2 separate regions of the Sus scrofa genome follow, and region 1 is linked to region 2. A link is a contact called in public promoter capture Hi-C data. All regions are on one chromosome and are shown on one strand. Each heading gives the region's core, a stretch centred on a gene start, on an enhancer-like site or on the middle of the called end of the contact. The rest is flanking DNA. Distances are from core to core; before and after follow the strand shown. Region 1 holds the start of RAN (GTP-binding nuclear protein Ran). Region 2 holds the start of SFSWAP (splicing factor, suppressor of white-apricot homolog).

What was found. Promoter capture Hi-C pulls out the DNA fragments that hold promoters and counts their contacts.
Region 1: a promoter capture Hi-C map of liver shows a contact between it and region 2, with 8 times the contacts expected there. The contact joins the promoter of RAN here to the promoter of SFSWAP in region 2. A contact is called at or near these places in 2 of 5 promoter capture datasets (fetal skeletal muscle and liver) and 2 of 2 datasets of contacts at active chromatin or transcription factors (alveolar macrophages and skeletal muscle).

The regions. Positions count from the first base shown.
Region 1 is chr14:24,316,615-24,319,407 of Sscrofa11.1, forward strand. RAN (GTP-binding nuclear protein Ran) reads right to left here and starts at 1,410. Exons shown (of 7, transcript XM_021072701.1): 1 at 1,149-1,410; 2 at 522-567; 3 at 6-90. The coding sequence starts at 557.
Region 2 is chr14:23,592,757-23,595,527 of Sscrofa11.1, forward strand. It overlaps SFSWAP (splicing factor, suppressor of white-apricot homolog), which reads right to left and starts at 1,496. Exons shown (of 18, transcript XM_003132856.4): 1 at 923-1,496. The coding sequence starts at 1,140.

The DNA.
Region 1 (2,793 bases), core at 160-2,659, 720 kb after region 2:
CGTACCTACATACTTCTTCTCAAATTCACCAGTCAGATGACGTTTCACGAATGTAGTTTTCCCAGTACCACCATCACCAACCAATACAAGCTGTCGAAAGACATTTTTGAAATAAACACCAAGACACGCAACATTTCAGGATCTCAGAATTATGTAGTTAAGATTTTATGGACACCCATTGCACTTACATAACAGAACTTTAAATATCCCTTAAGTATATTTAAAACAAAGAATCTTAATGAAGCTGCCCTGTCCCATATTAATGAATGACTGGAGCCAATGAAACTTCCCTTGCCCAGCTTCCCTATCCGTAGGGTGGGGCCAGCACCCCCACCCCGTTATCGGGGGGCTGAAGGCCCTGCCGCGGCACGAACATGTTGGCAGACGAAGTGGGCCTTCGACACAGGTTTGCGGTCATAAAGGAGACCCTGTGAAACCCGTTTGGACAAGAGCCCCCCCCCCCCGCAGATCCCCTCCTCAGGTCCACAGCAGCAGATCCCCAACTCACGAGGATTACCTACTTTGAACTGAACTTGGGGCTCTCCTTGGGCAGCCATCGTGATGTTACTGCGAGAGAAGGAGAAAGAAGTGAGGCCCGCTGCACAGCGGCGCGGGCCGCATGGCCCGACCCGCCCCACGTGCCCGGGCCCACAAAGGCCTCCAACCCGGAGCCCCGCCGCCCACTCCCCCTCCCCCGACACCGCACGCGGGCGGCCGAGGGCGCGCCAATGGCGACGGCGGCGCTGCTCCTCAGCCGGGCTCCTCCGGCCGCCGGGGCCCGGCGCGCGCCCAGTCGGCGCGGAGGCCGGGCGAAAGGGAGGCTCGCTCGGCGCGGAGACCGGGGCGCGGAAAGCGCCTGGTCACGGTAGCACAACCAGGCCCAGCCGCCCCTGGCCCCCGCCAGGACCCTCCAGCCCGATCTCCCCTCCGCCTGGCCGCCCCGGGGACCCTCTCCGCCCGCCCGGCCCACTGCGGCCCGGGTTCCGGCGCCGGCCCGGGGCCTCCGCGGCCAGGAAAGAGAGCTTTCCACCTGACACCTAGGCCCCGCGAAACCACCTCCTCATGGCTGCCGCTAGCCACAGCCACCGGGACGCCCCGACCCCCCCATCCCCGCCTTGGCTCCTCGGCCTCCACCCTTGCCCCGCTACCTTCCAGAAGCGTCTCCGCGCCCGTCTGACTGAGGGCTAGAAAGATGGCGGAAGCGCAATTCAAATGCCCGGAGACGCAGACGACGCCGGCGCGCGCCGGGGGAGGGCGGGGCAACGGCGCCGCGCCGCTCCCACGTGGCCCGGCGCGCGCGCGCGCGCGCACACGCACACAGCACAGCTTTGGCGGCCGCACCCGTCGTCCAGGAGGGAGAGGCTCCCGGAGCCCCGGACGCGGGAGGCCCGGCGGTCGCGCGCACGCACGTCGGGCTGCCGGGCCACGTGCGCCAGCCTAGAGGGCGGGTTCCCGCGCGCGCATGCGCTGACAGCGACGCGGCGCGCCCTGTTGCCGCCGCGGGAACAGAGCTGGGAGGAGAGGGCCGAGGCCCCCTTGGGCGGGAAACTCGCGGGGTGGCCCACACAAAGCCTTTGACCCCCCCCCCCCTCGCAGCTGTACGAACGCGGCACCGCAGGCCCCGAGCGGGCGCCATGTTGGGGTGCGTGCTGCCCCACCCCCACCCACCGGTATTCTGGCCCCTGCCCTTGACCCTCACCCCCATCTCAGTAAGGACCTTCTGGAGAGTAAAAGAAGCAAAGACCAATGTCTTTCCCATCCTGAAATGCCAGTCACTTTTTTCTCTGAGCATCTAAGTGGTCAGCAGCCTTTGTGGCCCTATTCTGCAAACAGGATGATGCAATGTAGTGTTTCCACCTTGGCAGCTCTTCTGAGACAAACAGGCATGCAGTCATTGAGTATTTAGGTTCCAGTCATTGAGTATTTAGGTTCCAGACTCTTGTGAGGGTAAGGCTGTCAAGGGTCCAGACAAGAACTGTGCACTCATAGAACTTAATTCTCCAGGGCATATCCACCTGTGGCCATTGTCCAAGAGAGAAAATGAGGTACACCTCAAACTCAACAAGTGTTGGTTATTCCCATTCACTTGCTTTGAGCAAAGCCGTTGGCCAAACGGAGCCCTCCCACCTCACATCGTAAATCTAAAGGCCAGGTTTTGGCATTTGTCTGAACAGCCACAGATTCTCAAACTGATATGGTTTTGTTTGTCTTTTTGCCTTTTTCAGGGCCGCTCCCAACGCTTATGGAGATTCCCAGGCCAGGGGTCTACCAGGCCAGGGGTCTAATCGCAGCTGTAGATGCCCGCCTCCGCCACAGCCCCAGCAAAGCAGGATCCGAGCCACCTCTGCAACCTGCACCACAGCTAACGGCAACACCGGATCCTTAACCCACTGAGCAAGTCCAGGGATTGAAGCCACATCCTCATGGTTCCTAGTCTGATTCGTTAACCACTGAGCCACGACAAGGAACTCCTCAAACTGATATGTTGATCCCCTCTCCCCAAGCAAGCATATCAGGATAGCCAAGTTCCTCAAAAGATTCCACCTTGGGGACTCTTCTCAGAGCAAAGAGAACCCAAATGACCAAGGAGTTAGCCACATAGTCCTGAGCATACTTGCAGGCTAGTCTACTGGGAACTCGTGATATATTGGACACAGCACATCTGAGCACATGCCTGCTGCAAAGTCAAGTCTGAGGACTCCCTAGACACCCCCCACGAAAACATCAAGTAGAGCTGATGCCCCTGGTGAGAGTGTAAATTGGTTTGGCCTCTTGGGAGAGTAGAATGGAATA
Region 2 (2,771 bases), core at 246-2,745:
TAGAGTTGCCAAATCGGTACAAACCAAACCAACAAACAAAACTCCCAAGAAGGAACAGAGGGGGGACTGAAAACATGGGAGGGGAGGGGAGCAAACAACCTACATCATGTAACTGTCATCCTTTTCAAATCAAACATCTTTAGAAATCCCAGTCTTGGGACCCCTCTGCCCAAAGTGACTAAACACCCTCTAGGGTGATTACCTAAGACATGTTTGATTTGAAAAGAACACATCTGTATCCCAGGTCCACCCTTCAGTTTTAAGAGACAGTGAAACCAGCCCTAAGAACGCTACCTCTAAGAGCAAGGCCAGGGTCTGCACGAAGTCAACTGGCCTCCAACTGATTGGCAACTTCACCTCCAGCCTGTATCTGTCAAACTCATCCGATTAACACAGGATAGGGGAGGAGTCTGGGGCGGGGGATGGGGGGGAGTCAAGCCGGCAAAATACTGGCGCTCCACACAGACCGCTGGGGGTATAGAACTCTTGGGGTCCAAGAAGTTCCTAACTGCGGCATCAGCGTGCGGCGTTTCGGGCTGCCCTCCCACCACACCGAACTGTGGGAGCGCGGAGGGCCCAGAGACCTGGTCAGGAGAGGCCCAGGGCCCGGGCAGCCCCCATTGCCCAGGGTGGCAACTGCAACCCAGCGACAAGGGTGAGAGGTCGCGGGGCGCTGCGGGAGCAGAGACGGTTACCTCCGGCGACAGACGCGGCACGCAGCTCCAGCCAGTGCCTTAGGGCAGGTTTCACCATCCCCCCCCCACAAAAGCCAGGAGGATGCGGGGACAGGGGAGGGGGGGTGTCCCCCAGATCCCCGATGGCTCCAGAAAACCCCTTTTCAGTCCTGGCCATCAAGTCAACATCAGACGAAATCAAGCGGGCGAGGGAAGGGGAGGACCGGCGGGTGGGGGGTGGAACCGACCTGTCGATGAGGATCTTGTGGTCCCCCATCCAGGGGATGAGGTGCTGTCCCTGTTCCTGGGCCAGGGCCCGCTCGTCATCTCGGAACAGTTTGCAGGCATAGCCGAAGACCAGCAGCTCCACTCGGTTCCCCCCACCGCCGGCACCGCCGGGCCCGGCCTCCTCCTTCACGCCGCTTTTCCTCTCGGTTTTGGCGCGGCCTCCACTAGCGCCGTACATGACAGCGTCCCCGGCGTCCAGGCTGGTTGTCTTCTGCGCCGCGCCGATATCCCCGATGCCTCCGCCTGGCCTACCCCCTCAGTCAAAAGCGCCGCATCCCGGCCCCAACCTCGACACCGCCGCCATAGCGGGCAACAAAATGGAGGGAGCGCAACTTCCGGAGAGGGGCGTCCCTACTTCCGGCGAGCAGACTCGGCAGATTCGCTCTCTCACCGGAGCCGTTTGCGCCGCTAGAAAATATTTGTCTTGAGCCTTTCGCATTCGGAGGCGCCACCACGTTAGGGGCTGTTGTTATCAGGGAAGAGCGGGTTTTTAGTGTTGATTTTCTCAGACGGCCGTCCGGAGCGGTAGCGAAAGCGCGGCGTCGGATTCCGCGCCGCCTGCAACCGGGCAGGTCCCCGCGCTGGGCGGAAGGAGGATGGGTGTTTAGGACCCGTGAGCGGCTTGGTGGGGCGGATACTCTCCGCTCCTGGGCGAGGTTTCCTGTTCCCTGCCGCCGGCTCCGGCCCTGGACCCATGCGCGCTGGGGCGGGGGTGTTATTTCGGGTGCCCTGGGGCCTTGGGGCCGTGAGGATGGGGGCTCTGGGGCCCAGAGGCCGTGGGGTCTGGGGCTCTGGGGCCGGGGTACCATGGGATCGGGTGCTCTGGGGGCTGGAGGCCGTGGGGTCGGGGGCTCTGGAGCCCAGGGCACCGACAAGGCCCTGGGATGAGTCACATGGCTTTTCTAAGCCCTGGTCCTGGGGGTCACGCTCCCTGTCTCGCTTCCCTCGGAAGGTTTCCTGAGTGTAAGTCAGAAAGCTTAGTAAGTCGTGAAGCTCCTCGTGGTGATGGATCTTGGGGTCCTGGGACCCCCATGGGAGAAAAGTGTTGAGGGGAGGTGGTGGGGACCCAGTTCTTTGATGCCAGTCAGTTGGATGCCGGGTGACTTGGCTAGGTAGTTCCTCTTTGGCGTCGGTTTTCTTCTATTTTCTTTTTGCTTTTTTTATTTGTATTTTTAGGGCCACACCTGCAGCTTATGGCGGTTCTCATGCCAGGGGTGGAATCGGAGCTGTAGCCTCCAGCCTACGCTGCTGCCTCAGCAACGCCAGATCTGAGCCGCGTCTGCAATCAAACCACAGCTCTTGGCAAGACTGGATCCTTAACCCACTGAGCGAGGCCAGGGATAGAACCTGCATCCTCGTAGATACTAGTCAGATTCCTTTCCTCTGAGCCACAACGGGAACGCTTGGCCTCGGTTTTCCACCTGCGGTTCCATTAGGAGCTTTCCAGCTCTTTTAGCTCAGCCTCCAAAGTTCGGCCTCAGTCAAGGGGCCAGCTTGCAAAGGCACTGACTTAGGGACCAGAGCTCCATTTCTACTCTGGGGCCAAAATCTCTGGGGGTGAGATAGTCATTTGCCTTTGCGGGCCATGTTCCTTCTCCATAAAATAATGACACGCCTTTCTGCTAGTAAGGTTGAACTGAGATAAGGTATATAATAAACGTTAATAGGTTTTAAAAGATTAAGCCACAGGTGGTTTCCTCTCTAGGGGCCTTCCCTCTTCTGATTTCTCTGGCTGGGTCACCCTTCTGGCTTTTCATGTGACAGGCTCTTCATCCAGATCCAGCTGTTAACTCAGACTGGCTGTAGCTG